Regions from separate parts of the Sus scrofa genome. Here all the other regions are linked to region 3. A link is a contact called in public Hi-C data. All regions are on one chromosome and are shown on one strand. The core of a region is the stretch at or near the end of the contact, and the rest is flanking DNA. Distances in the headings are between cores, read along the strand shown.

Region 1 (4,417 bases), core at 1,277-3,776, 88 kb after region 3:
GGTTTGTTACCACAATTGAACTCCCCACCCTTCAACTTTTGATGCTGATTGCTATGTGCCAGACCCATTTTACTTGCTGTGACTCTGTATTTTAGTTCGTTAGACTTGGCATCAGGAGTAAGGGCTTCCTGTCAGGAGTTTGTGGGATGTGTATGTATATAAATCCCTCACTTTCAAGCTCTCAAAGTTTCTGAACCTCCAGAGCAGGAACATCTTTTCTTGCTTGATTACCTTTCCCCCAAGTCACAGTAGGGGTTTCTTTGAACTTGAGCTTCAGCCTGATTTCTTTCATGCCAGAGTCTGTGTGTCATAATTAATAAGTAGAGTTGAGTCAAGGTAAGGTGTCTTACCATTATGTTTTCTTGCCACAGGGATGTGGGGTTTCCATGATAGGGACTTGATGCTGAGGAAAGCTTTGTATGCACTGATGGAGAAGGGAGCTGAGAAGGAAGCATTAAAACGACGCTGGAGGTGGCAGCAAACTCAGCAGAATAAAGAGGTGAGGGGGCTTGGGTAGGAGCATCTTGTTTCCCCAAAGTCACCTCAGGGAAATGCCCAGTGCCTGCTAGTAGGAAACATCTTCTCAGGTACTTAGGTCAGTATTACTCCTCTTGTAATCCTGGATATTGTTGAAAATACAGATAACACCATGGGGGACATGCTTTCTGATGCAGTTATGAGAACTGGTGTGGGGAAGCTGAGATGTGTGGAGGAGCTACCTAACATCGTGCTTCTCCACCAGGAAGCCTTTAGTGGCAACCTTTTGCAAAATGAAACAAGACAAGCTCATAGGATTTTTGTATTGTTTTGGTTTTTGTGCTTGTAATTAGACTAGACCAATTTTTAAAGACTTATTAGGATTGCAATAGAAATCCTATAGAAATGTAAATGTGTAAAACAGGTTTTGGCCATATATACCATTTTTTTTCCATATGTTCAGTTTGTTAAAAAATTTTGAGAGCATGAGTTTAAATGGGGGTTTAGCAAATGTTGAGGCTGCTTTTGTAAAAGAAAGTGACAATGGACTGTTTTTACTTTCTATCCCTATAACAGGGCCTGGGCAAAATATGGCCTATGGGTCAAATCCCACCAACCCTTTTTTTTTTTTTTTTAATGGCTGCACCCAAGGCAAATGGAAGTTCCCGGGCCAAGGATTAAATCCCAGCCACAGCTGCGAACTGAGCTGCAGCTGTGACAACGCCAGATCTTTAACTCACTGTGCCGGCCTGGGGATCAAACACACACCTCTGCGGCAACCCAAGCTGCAGCAGTCAGATTCTTAACCCACTGCACCACAGTGGGAACTTTGCAACCAAATATTTTTTGTAAAAAAAAAAAAAATGTATTGGAATAGCCTCTCCTTCCCCCATTCATTTATTTGTGTATATTTATGTAAGTGCTTTCCTTCTACTGCTACAGCAGCAGAATAGAGAAGTTGTATGTGGCCTGCAAAGCCTAAAAGAGTTACTGTCTGGCCTTTTATAGAATAAAGTTTGCCGATTCCTTTCCCTTTAGTAATGACATTATACAGTTACATAAAGATAATGAGTCTCCCTATTTCCTTTTGCCCTGGTTCTCTGTCTTTTGTGTTTGTTGCCTGCTCTTTGTGTATATCTTTTTTTGTTTGTTTGTTTGTTTGTTTGCCATGTATATAGCTGGGTGTTTCTGGCATTAGTATGGGAATATCTCTTAAGAAACTTTCCCTTTTATCCCCCCCATCATAACAGGCCATAATATAGAAGTAAGAGTTTTTTGTTTGTTTTAGTTATTAGAATTTTATGTTCTGAAGATTTAAAATATGGAAATAGAATGTGTTGTTTCTTTCTCAGAAACAAAGAGCTCAGTTGTTAAAATAGGATGATATTAAATCAGAATCCTGTCTTTGATCAGCCAGTCTGCCCCAGAAGATTCCTGAGGGAAATAAATGCACAGCAGCAAGGCCAAGTAAATAGCATTCTTTATTGACACCAACCCCCTGGCTTCTTGGTGAGCTGAGCTGGACTGTGTAGAGAGCTTTTTTTGACTGAGCTTGAGCCAGTCTAGAGCTTTCCCTCTTCAACTGCTGAATTCACACTATAGCTGATCCTTAGATTTGACCACTTCAGACACAGGAAAAGGCCAAACCAGATCATGCCAGCTATTAAGTAAATGTGACAGCAATAGTCAGAGAATAGGTGGGCCCAACTCCAGCGATTAAGCTATTATAGTTATTATTTTAAAGGTTGGGTTAGATTATGATGATATTTAGCCAGGAGACCCAGAACTCTCAAAGTTCCCAAATGGAAATACATGCATAAAGAATAGTAGCTAATGGAGGAGCAATCTTTTTACTTCTTTTGCTCAGCACAATGAAAGTTATGTATGGAAACTAGATAATTGTTTTAGCTCAGAACATGCATAGCATATATCCCTGTGGGGGTGGTGGGCTGGGGAGCTACTTTTTTAGCCAGTATAGAACACCAAACAACCTCTGCCTCCTTGTTTTGTTGTTGGAAATGGTGGTAAAACGCAGTAAGAACATTTTCAGCCTAGAACAGTGCACCACCTAGTGGCCGTGTGTATAAAAACAGGAAGAAAAATCAGGAGAGTGAAAGAGTGAGACAGATCCTCACAAATGTATCAGTGACCATTTATCTGAGTGACCAGAGCACCTAATATATAACCTGTGTGTTCTTTTTATATTTAGTTGAAAACTTTGTGGGAGCATTTTACAATCTGAAACTATCTTCATCAGAGTTCCTGTTGTGGTGCAGTGGAAATGAATCCAATTAGGAACTATGAGGTTGTGGGTTTGATCCCCAGCCTTGCTCAGTGGGTTAAGGATCTGGCGTTGCCATGAGCTGTGGTGTAGGTTGCAGAGGTGGCTCAGATCCTGTGTTGCTATGGCTGTGGTGTAGGCCAGCAGCTGTAGCTGAGATTGGACCCTGAGCCTGGGAACCTCCATGTACTGTGGGTGCGGCCTTAAAAAGCAAAAAAAAAAAAAAAAGAAAGAAAATAACTTTGTCATTGTTTAAATTTTTAAAGTAAAATGTGCTCACAATAGCCTAGTTCCTGTTAAATTTGTTCCTAATACCTCTCATGTTTCCAGTGTGATTCTTTCTACTCTGTCCATTTGTGTTTAAACTATAATTACATAGTAGGCACTAGGCATATTGTATAAAACATGGTCCTGGCTCTTTTAAGAATAGTAGCAGGAGATGGACATGTAAATACATAAATGCAACAAAGTCACAGGTTATGACTCCTATGATAGGAGTCTGTATAGCTGGTTGAGGAGGGAGGGCACAAAGCAAGGACAGTGTGGTTGATATACTGCAGAGACTGAGGAAAGGCTTCATAGAGGAGTGACGCTTTAGTTTTTTTCCTGACAGTTGAGAAATTATTCACCAGGTGAATATGTAGTTTGCTGGTCCAGGCAGGAGGAAAAACCTAGACAAAAGCTCAGAAATATAAAATAACATGCATTCAAGGAGCTGCAGCTAATTAAATGATAAATATTAGAGAGGTGGGTTTGGGGAGCCAGGAAGTGGACAATGTAGGCTATGCTTAAGGAGTCTGAACTGTATCTAATAGGTAATGCCAATTCTTAAAAGGATTTGTTACAGGAAGAAAACAGTATCAAATTTTAATTTTAGAAAAATCTTTCTTTTATTTATTTGATTTATTTCCCCAATACAATTTTTTTTTCTAATGTACAGCATGGTGACCCAGTTACACATACATGTATACATTCTTTTTTCTCACATTATCATGCTCCATCATAAGTGCTAGACATAGTTCCCAGTGCTACACAGCAGGATCTCATTGCTAATCCATTCCAAAGGCAATAGTTGGGAGTTCCCGTCGTGGCGCAGTGGTTAACGAACCCGACTAGGAACCATGAGGTCGCGGGTTCGGTCCCTGCCCTTGCTCAGTGGGTTACCGATCCGGCGTTGCCGTGAGCTGTGGTGTAGGTCGCAGACGCGGCTCGGATCCTGCGTTGCTGTGGCTCTGGCGTAGGCCGGTGGCTACAGCTCCGATTCAACCCCTAGCCTGGGAACCTCCATATGCCGCGGAAGCGGCCCAAGAGATAGCAACAACAACAACAACAACAACAAAAAAAAAAAAAAAAAAAAAAAACAAAGGCAATAGTTTGCATCTATTAACCCCAAGTTCCCAATCCATCCCACTCCTTGCCCCCTCCCCCTTGGCTTAGAACAAGTCTGTTCTCTAAGTCCATGATATTCTTTTCTGTGGAAAGGTTCATTTGTGCCGTATATTAGATTCAAGATATAAGTGATACCATGTGGTATTTGTCTCTCTCTTTCTGACTTACTTCACTTAGTTCCATCCATGTTGCTGCAAATGGCATTATTTCATTCTTTTTTATGGCTGAGTAGTATTCCATTGTGTATATATACCACACCTTCTTAATTCA
Region 2 (4,658 bases), core at 113-2,612, 100 kb after region 3:
ACACACCTCTTCCTATTGCCACAGACCTTGAGAAGTATTTTCTTCTTCCAAGAAAGGCCCATGGAATGCAGGTGGGGGAGGAGGTGCTTGGTAGCATTTAGGACTTCTAGAATCAGGCTTCTGGGTCACCTTTCTAGCAGGTGTAGGCCTCTCTGTTTCAGATCAACTCCTTTTCACACAGTAGATTCACTATTTCCACAGCTCCAGCCAAGACAGGGAACTTTTAAAGCCGGAAGGGTGTGTGTGCTGGGAGGAGGAGAGAGTTCAGAAACTTCGGAAATCTTGGGCCCCCACCTAAGAATTGCTGCCTCTGTATGGTCTCTAAATCAATAAAACAGCAGCTCATTAACTCTTACTTTGTATTTTATTTCCTTTTTCAAATCTAGATGTAGATTTTTGCAGTCCTACTCCCAGTCACTGTCAGCTACGGTTCCTTTACTTTCCTTCCAGTGCCCTCCCCACCCATCTTTGCTTCTTGAGTTGCAGGGATGGGATTGTTGCACTGAACAGTTTCCAGCCCTCAGCTTTCAAAGTCCTTACATGAATCTTTAATTTGGAGATCTGGTGTCTGGGCTGAAGGGAGGGCTCTTGTACCTGAAGCGGCTCTAGTTTCCAATAGGGTGTGTGTGTGTGTGTGTGTGTGTGTGTTTGTGTGTGTGTGTGTTTGATGGGTTAAGTGGTAAGATCTTTTCCTTGGGCCGCCCATCCCCACCCCCAAAACTTGCAAGTAAACATACCTGTACTTATGTCTGCATCCTGCAGATATTTCAATTTCTCTCCCTACTTTTCCATTGTACCCTTATGAAGTATGCTTCATGCTCTCTGGAGGATATACAAAAACACTTTAACTCACTTTCCTCCCCAATTCTTGGGCCTCCCTAGGCAACAATCTCCTGAAGGCCAATTTCCATTTATTTCTTCTCAACAGCTTTTGTTAGGTCTGTCAGGGGAGGCAGTAAGGAGAACTTAACTACTTTTATTTCCCTCCCACCCCTCCCCCTCCCCCCTTTTAAGAAAGCATAAGAAAACCAGTTTCCCAGGGAAGCCATCACTGTGAGTCCCAGGAAGTGGCCCACATGATTTCAGTTTAATACTGGAATTACTGCTCCCCTCAGTCTCCAAGCTCATTAACAGGAAGCTAATAGGATCTGGGATTAGGGTAAAGAAGGGAATCTGGGTATTTTCTCAGTTCCTCATTTTTTCCGCACCTTTCTTAGGCTCCTCCACTTCCTCTCCACCCTTCCAAAATTGTGTGTATTCCCCTTTAAGGGGCTGGGCATCTCTCCCGCCCTCTTTAGAGTCGACACCGAAGTTTCCGAGGAGCCTTCTCTGGCTGCACTGGACACACCTTTCAAAGACCCCAAATCGTGCTCCGTGCACCACAGATGCTCCTTTCCCTTGAATCCTCCCCCTGCCCCTCTCAGCTTCCCTTCTCTCAACTATCAGATTCAGCCTCTCCCCAAAGGGCTTGAGCATCCTCGCCCCTCGAGTGCTCCATCCCCGGATGGAGCCAGAGAAATGTGGTGGGGGGGCCGGGGCCAGAGTTTCAACATCGCCCCCCAGAAGGAGGAGCCAGAGATGGGGGTAAGGAGTGGAAACTTGGACTTGGGGAAGGGGGGCATTGGCAAGAGGGTGTAAATAGGGGTGATGTGGAGAAAGAGGGAGGAAAAGGATCTTGAGGAGGAGGAGGGTGTGTCTCATATCAACCTCGGTTGATGGAGCTTGGTATTTTTCAGTCTCAAGTTCATTGTCTCATTATCCATTAACCAGCCCCTCCCTTTACTATCTACCAACCCCAGTCCTGAGCTCAGTTTCCCCTGAGACTGAGTGTAGGCCGCCAAAGGTGGCTGCTGAAGTAACCCTAGACCCCAGGATTGGAGAGGCCTGGGGATTAACCCTACACTCTTCCCAGCTCTCGGGACCAAAGTCTGTCCAGGGGCGTGCAATGCCAGAGCCCAGAAGTCGTCAGCTTGGCAGTTGCCTGGCCTCTGGATGTCTCCCAGGTAATAATGCCCTTCCAATACTTCTGATCTCCAAAGACTCCTCCATATTTCGTCCTCCTCAAACCTTGTTTCAAATCTCACCACCAAGATACCTCTGCATTCCTCTCCTGGCTCAAAGTGCTTCTGCCTGAGGCTTGCTCTCCTCTCTGTCCAGGGCCGGCTACAAGCTTGAACCTTGATGGCTCGTCTTGTTTTCTTGACCCTGTTAGTCCTTTTCTCATTTACTTATTCCGTAAATATTGGAGTGACTACTATGTGTGAGGCACTATCTAGACTCTAGAGTAAATGAATGTAAATTCTCTCCTCCTAAGCTTTCATTCTCATGGGGTGAGGGGAGGATCTTAATCTTCCCTCTTTAGATTCTCCAGTCTGAGAGGAGTGGGTGTATGCAAGTGTGGACAACGCAGGGAACAGTCATAACCTCGCTTCCATTCTTGCCCTGCAGGGGAGCAGATCCTAGCATGGGCCCCAGGGGTGAGGAAGGGGCTGGAACCTGAATTGCCAGGAACCCTGATTTGCAGCAACTTGAGGGTCACCTTCCAGCCCTGTGGATGGCAGCGGAGTCAGGTGAGATGGTTAGGGCAGTAGAAAGGACAACTTGCAGGAAGTGGGTAAGGAAGTCTAGAAGATTTCGACAAACATTACAGGAAGTGTGATAATAAGTTATGCTTAAGGGCTGTCTTCTGAGAGTATCAGGGATAGTCCATGGGGACGCTCTCCAGGGAGGCTAGAGCTGCCAAGGTAGGATATGAACGAGACTCCAGACCACTTCAGCATCAGTCATGTGCTTCCTCTAGGAGACTCCCCTGAGCAGTGAGTATGATTTTTCCCTGGCCAACATTGGACGATTAGAGGCTGGTAAGTGTGGGGGTTTGGTGAAGGGGCTCACTGGGGTATTGGGACCCCTCCTCATCCTTCCTCTGTTCTCAGAGGACAGCCTGAGTGGATGGAGTGGGATGCACTGGAAGTTCCTCCTAGAGGGACTCTGATCCAGGGCTACTCCACTCTCTAACTCTTGACTTCAGTGAATGGCCTGTCCCGAGTCCAGCTCCTCCGTCCAGGGTCCCTGCTTAAATTTGTCCCTGAGGAGATTCTGATTCATGGCCGAGACTTCCGGCTCCTCAGAATTGGTTTTGAGGCTGGAGGACTAGAGCCTCAGGCCTTTCAGGTAAGAGGCCTACAACCCAAGGACCCCACTTCCCCTTAGAGCCTTGAGATCCTTCCTTGGCAATTCCCAATAGCCCCTCTCACCATTCTCTCTGCTTCTCTCCTCAAGGAGAGGCTAAAATGTTAGTATAATGACAAGTTCCCTGGCAGCCTAGTGGATTAAGGATCTGGCATTGTCACTTCTATGGCTCTGGTTACAGCTGAGGCATGGGTTTGATCCCTGCCCAGGGAACTTCTGCATGCTGAGGGCATGGCCAGAGAGAGTATTAATGAGAGTAAGGGCCTGAACTCTAGCCCAGCTCTGCCAACCAATTATCAGCAGCTTAAATGCGGGCAAGTGTTTTCCTTTGAAAAACGGTATTTTGGATAAGATTATTCCTAGGATTCCCAGAATTATCATTTTGCGATTCTGTGGTTCGAGATGTGTCCTCCTGACCCTAGTCCCCACGACCTTTGGAAACTTCCCTCATTAGGGACTGTCTTCGGTGTTCTTCTCTATTGTGGCAGAGACAGTGGAGCAACACATGGGCCCTATTTCCTTCCTTTCACTTCTTCAGTCTGAGCCAAAGGATGGGATGTCCTTTCTTCTGCAGGTGACCATGGCCATTGTCCAAGCCAGAGCTCAGAGCAGTCAAGGCCAAAAGTATGCAGGGCTAACCCTGAGCAAGGCTGGTGAGTGAGGGTGTTTTAGGGTAGGGAAAGGGTAGGGTCTGACAACGCAGAAGGTGACTAAAGACAAAAGAGCTAAGAAGCTGTCTCTGGTTCCTCTTCTTCCGCCTCTGTGCTTCCCTCCTGCCCTAGGCCAGAGTGCTGGCTCTAGAAAACCACCTATTCCCCTCTTGGAGATATCAGAAGACTGGGAGACTGAGAGGAGAAAGCAGAGGGCCAGAGGCTGGAGGGTCAGCACTGTCAATGAGAGGTTCGACATAGCCACCAGGTGATTCCCACTCCCCCCAACCCCTGCTGCCCTCCCCATTTTCCCACAGTTCTCTGATCCTCGAAAGCTAGGACTTACCTTTATTATTGGAGTTTACACAAACCCCAGCCTTCTAGCACATCTGCAAAGCCATCTCTCCCTTACCTCCTAGATCTCAAAGGTTGAGATCCCTTGGAATGATCCCCTCCTAAGCAGCTTCCTTGTAATAGCTTTGCATTATAATTGCTTGGCTCAGTGACATAACTCTCAACTTCACAGCCTCCCCCGTTACTTCTGGGTCCCTAACCGAACTCTGGACAGTGAGGTCAGGAGAGCATTTGGCCACTTCCATCAGGGCCGTGGACCGGTCAGTGTGAGGGTCAGGGTAATGGTTGGGGATTAGAAGGTCATGGGGGGTCAGAGGTCATTGTGGAGGGAGGGGATGTCTGCGAGGTCAGTGTAGGGGGAAGGGTAGAGTGGAGCTAGGTGTTTCTCCCTCAGTGATCCTTCTCTCATCCATGTGAAGCGCCTGACCTGGCATCACCCTGGAGGCAGTGATCTTCTCCGCTGCG
Region 3 (4,653 bases), core at 2,117-4,616:
ATGCCGTAGTGCGGCCCTAAAAAGACAAAAAGACCACTAAGTAAATAAATAAATAAATAATAAAAAATAAAAACCAACATTCAAAAGAAGTTAATTATATTCACTTGAGCTTTTAGCTTAGTAAGACTGCACAACTGTAATGTTTGTAAAGTATTTGTATAAGTACATTAGTTTAATAAAATACAAAATCAAAAACTAAAAACCAGTTGATTTTCATATGGTCAAAACATAAGAATTCCAATTAAATAATGTCATAATGCAAGTTTTATCTATTTGTGACACTATAACATATGGTTACATTTCAGTATAAAGTTGGTCCCCAAACTATAAATAAAATATCATTTTTGAATGTTAAAAAATCATACATTTCCTTACAGAATTAAAAGCAATGTAATATAAGCATTGTACATTGCTCATTAAATGGGAAAAAGGCTTTAAAAACTGTAATATAGATTAAAAAATACATTAGAAATTAACTTCATAATATAAAGAAAAATTGTTTTTAAGAACATATTGAGTACAAGAGTATATATATATACACATATATATATATCTGTGAAAGAGGTTCTCTGATTAAAAATGTTGGAAAATTATGGATGAGACAATCTCTAAGATCCCTCTCAGAACCAAAATTTCCCATGACTAATTTGAAACAATCGGAAACTACTGTAACAGAATTAATTAATGTATTCGTTAATTCGAGAACAATTTTTTTTTTGGAGTTCCCGTTGTGGCGCAGCAGAAACGAATACGACTAGGAAACATGAGGTTGTGGGTTCAATCCCTGGCCCCGCTCAGTGGGTTAAGGATCCGGCGTTGCCATAAGTTATGGTATAGGTCTGTGTGGCCCAGATCTGGCACTGGTGTAGGCTGGCAGCTGTAAGCTGTAGCTCCGATTGGACCCCTGGCCTGGGGACCTCCATATGCCACGGGTGCGGCCCTTAAAAAGACAAAAAAAAAAAAGTTATGTATTTTTTTCTTTTTTAGGGCTGCACCCTCAGCATAGGGAAATTCCAAGGCTAGGGGTCGAACCTGAGCTGTAGCTGTGGGCCTATGCCACAGCAACGCCAGACCCGAGGCTCATCTGCAACCACAGCTCACGGCAACACCAGATCCTTAACCCACTGAGCAAGGCCAGGGGTTGAACCCACAACTTCATGGTTCCTAGTTGGATTCGTTTCTGCTATGCCATGACGGGAACTCCAAGAACTATTTACTGAGTATCCACTATGTGGCAGGCAGTGGGGACATAACAGTGTGAAAAAATGAACACCATCTCTGCCCTCCTGGAGCTTACTGCTGGTAGGTGAGACGTATTAATTAATCATACAAAGCATATGAGACTTCAATCATAACAAGTGACAGGGAGGGGAAGATGGAGCTGTAAGTGCTTATAAGAGGAGGGTTTGACCTGGTCAGCAACACCAGGAAAGATTGCTTGAGGAAGTGAAGAAGTTCCAGGCAAAGAGAAAAGCAAGTGCAGAGACGCTGTGGCATGATGGAATATAGTACACTGAAGGATTAGTGTGTGGCTAAGAGCAAAAGGGGGAATGATTTGAAATGACGCTGTAGAAATGGTAGGAACTATACCACACTAGGCCTTGCAGGCCACACTTAAGGAGTTTTGTCTTTATCATAAAAGCAATGAGAAATCATTTGAGGATTTCAAGTGTGGTGACATTGTTAGATTTGTATTTTGGAAAGTGCATAATGTACAAGCATGGTAAAAGAATACACTGGAGTTGAAGAAAATGAATATAAAGCAAGAGAATATACAAAATAAGACTGAAACAGTAAAACATTTTAAAAGGAGGACTCAAGTGAGATTTAGAAGATGATGGACGAAAACTGACTGATGGCTAAAGAACTTTTAATTAGGGGATGAAAATAAATAGAGGACAGGAATGAACATGTAGAAGGATGATAAAAGGCCTACCTGGCTGCAGTGGAGGAGAGCAGAGGTAAGATACAGGAAGTTGGATACATAAGGGCAGAACAGACCAGCTAAAGGAAGATACTAAATATAGATTTAATCATGGAAGTAAAATTGAGCCATTAGAGCTTCCTGAGTATAGATGTGAATAAAATGATAAAGACTGCAGCCACTAAGTATGTAAGATTCAACAGCATTTTTGTTTAGTGGCATATGTATGGTGGTTAATCCAGAAATAAAGTGATCTGGGTCTCTGTTAAGGTAGTTAGTGACTTTGGAAGTAGCTGAGAACCTAAAAGACATCTGGCTGTAAGGAATGTGGAAAGGAGAGAGTCATGGTTATAATTCTGATAAACCAGGATAATTATGATGCCACAAATGATGATAATACAAATTTATTTTGCCTTCATAATACTTTCAGATGATAGTGTGCTGGTATTTGCCTAGCCAGATGGCAGCTCAGTTTATGTAGTACCTTCGTAGGTCGAAGAAAACAAATTGCCTTGAGGTGTTTCATGATCTCTCGATTTTGAGAATCAATGCGTTCAAAAAGGTACACTTCCTTCTGGAGAATTTCCGATTGTGTGTATACCATACTCACGATGCCAGTCTGTAAAGAAAAAGAATTAACTAATATTTTGCTAGTCCAGGATAATAAAAACAAGCAGCAATACCTAAGACTTAAATTTTTTTTTCATTTAATACTTACTTGGATAACTTAAATACTAACATATGTAATAACATTTACAGAGCATCTAAAATCATAAGTAATGTACCAAAATGAAGTGCTCTCTCTGAACACGGACGACCCATAAATTTCCAAATAAAAAATTTCCCATCACCCTAAAGAGTTTAAAAAAATCTGTGACCAACAAATAATAACCTGTCATCTAAGTTTGAGTACTAACAGCTTTCCTCTAAAAACACAACAGTGAGTGGAAATAACAGGATCATTCCAAAGTCTTCCAAGTGCTCTCTCTCATATATTATTTCTTGGCAGAGGCATTTAGGAAAGGATTTCTGATTCCAATAAATTGTTCTGAGTATAAGAAGAATCTCTGGCAGTGGTTAGAGCCATTCAGACCGAAAACCTTCTAAGCAAGGTTTATGCAACCTTTCAGTTCCACACTGAACTGACCCTGACTTACAAATCTTTAATTAAATACTAAATCCTACAGTGGAATGGGACCAGCTATTAAAAAGGAGGGAGGCTTCTTTCACAAATACTGAGCAAAAGCAAACTCACCGTCTCCTTATCCATGAGAAGTACTTTCATACCCGGTCCGCTGTCCTCTATCATTTTGGAAATGTACTGCTTCACAGCAAAAACTACGTTCATGGTGGCGAATTGACAGGTTAGCCCTATAGCCCTTCCCGCCCCCCTTTTTTCTTGCTAGATTAACCCCCCGCCTCTTGGCCGGGTCTCTGCGGCTTCCTCCCAGTCCGGCTTTGGCTTCCGGAAGTCCGGGCAGCAGAGGTCCTGGGAGTTGTAGTTCCGCTACGCGGTCCCAAGGACCCAGCCTCCTCGCTGGATGGAAGAATTTGCCTGAGACACCCTGAGCCGCCCGGCCCGGACGTGATTCTCGACACACCTCCCGCCCGGAGGTGTTTAAAGCCCGGGCTCTCAGGCCTCTCCCGGCCCTGGGCCCGGGGTGCCCCGGCGGTGGCCTGACGCCCCTCCTGCCTGCTTGGGGAGAGGGTGGCGCCTCGCGGTGTAGAGGAACTTGGCATAGGGCTGGCTCGGAGGCAAGAATAGCAGAACGTGGCCGAGGTCGCTATTTGCCATTAACGCTTTCTTGGGTGGCAGTGAAGGATGGAAAGAAGGGAGGTGGCCTTAGGCTCCAGGCGGATGCTCGGGACTCGGAGGGAAGGCATTTGGTAAATCGCACGCCGCGTTTGCCAAATAGTGGCCGAGGTTAACATTTCCCGACTTCTTTGGGTCCTTAACAAGGTGAGGACACAGCCCTGATAAGTGAGACCTGAACCGGTTTTCCAAAGGCTGAGGGGCATCGGAAATTGAGTTGATGTTGTTGAGGAAATGAACAAAGGGAACGCCCTTTAGGGATGTTCTGGGAGCCGCCTCGGTTCGCCCAGAAGGGCCCGGAGCTGAGGTCTGTGGCCGGAATTCGCAGGCCGTGGATCCCCCGGAGCCCAAAGCCACCCAGTTTTCGGCCCCTTGGACGATTGGACTCCGGGGTTTTCAGCTCGCGCGGGGTGCTGTGGACCTGCGACGCTGAAACTGCGGGCAGGAGCGGAGTTAACAGGGTCAAAAATGGGTAGGGGGCATGTATTTGGTGTGGCTAAAGTAAACTAGCGTGGGGATTTTAAGAAAAAACTCAAGATTTTGATTTAAGAAACGACAAAAACGTAGCAACAAGATGAATCTTAAAGCCATCAACTTCCGAATGTTTGCATTTGTGTTTATACCCCTCAGGTTTTCTCATCATACTATTTCTCGAAAAGGAGGGTAAAAGTTAATGTTCCTCACCATTTCCTTGGGGAATTATAAAATCAGGAACAAGAAACAATTGCAAGGAATCAGACTATAGTTGCCAGTAAATATAAGGAGTTTTGTCTTTATCATAAAAGCACACGCACACACACAAAGTGACCAGTATTTGTTGGGGGGTCATAGTTTTAATTAATAGGTTCAACATTAACAAATCAATATTCTTTAAAAAAAATCATTGGTGAATAAATTTATTTACTGACTTTTATTT

Evidence for each region. Hi-C and Micro-C count contacts between places; a contact is called where the count stands out from the background.
Region 1: a Hi-C map of omental adipose tissue shows a contact between it and region 3, with 4 times the contacts expected there. The contact joins the enhancer-like site here to the promoter of VPS45 in region 3. A contact is called at or near these places in 5 of 5 promoter capture datasets (fetal liver, fetal skeletal muscle, liver and 1 more), 32 of 47 Hi-C or Micro-C datasets (adipocytes, adipose tissue, alveolar macrophages and 18 more) and 2 of 2 datasets of contacts at active chromatin or transcription factors (alveolar macrophages and skeletal muscle).
Region 2: a Hi-C map of embryonic fibroblasts shows a contact between it and region 3, with 2.2 times the contacts expected there. The contact joins the promoter of MTMR11 here to the promoter of VPS45 in region 3. A contact is called at or near these places in 2 of 5 promoter capture datasets (fetal skeletal muscle and liver), 12 of 47 Hi-C or Micro-C datasets (adipocytes, blood, embryonic fibroblasts and 6 more) and 2 of 2 datasets of contacts at active chromatin or transcription factors (alveolar macrophages and skeletal muscle).

The regions. Positions count from the first base shown.
Region 1 is chr4:99,096,290-99,100,706 of Sscrofa11.1, forward strand. OTUD7B (OTU domain-containing protein 7B) reads left to right here. Exons shown (of 12, transcript XM_001925669.7): 6 at 372-499. Among named protein-coding and RNA genes, the nearest start is that of MTMR11, 17 kb to the right of the region's middle. Within about 2 kb of position 2,527, at least 11 of the 83 cell types and tissues checked have an H3K27ac peak or open chromatin away from gene starts, as enhancers often do. A contact at or near this core is called in omental adipose tissue, where this site is marked.
Region 2 is chr4:99,113,812-99,118,469 of Sscrofa11.1, forward strand. MTMR11 (myotubularin related protein 11) reads left to right here and starts at 1,363. Exons shown (of 17, transcript NM_001243446.1): 1 at 1,363-1,584; 2 at 1,913-2,003; 3 at 2,449-2,570; 4 at 2,801-2,861; 5 at 3,029-3,171; 6 at 3,764-3,842; 7 at 3,972-4,107; 8 at 4,366-4,453; 9 at 4,613-4,658. The coding sequence starts at 1,519.
Region 3 is chr4:99,007,188-99,011,840 of Sscrofa11.1, forward strand. VPS45 (vacuolar protein sorting 45 homolog) reads right to left here and starts at 3,367. Exons shown (of 15, transcript NM_001244994.1): 1 at 3,180-3,367; 2 at 2,409-2,543. The coding sequence starts at 3,272.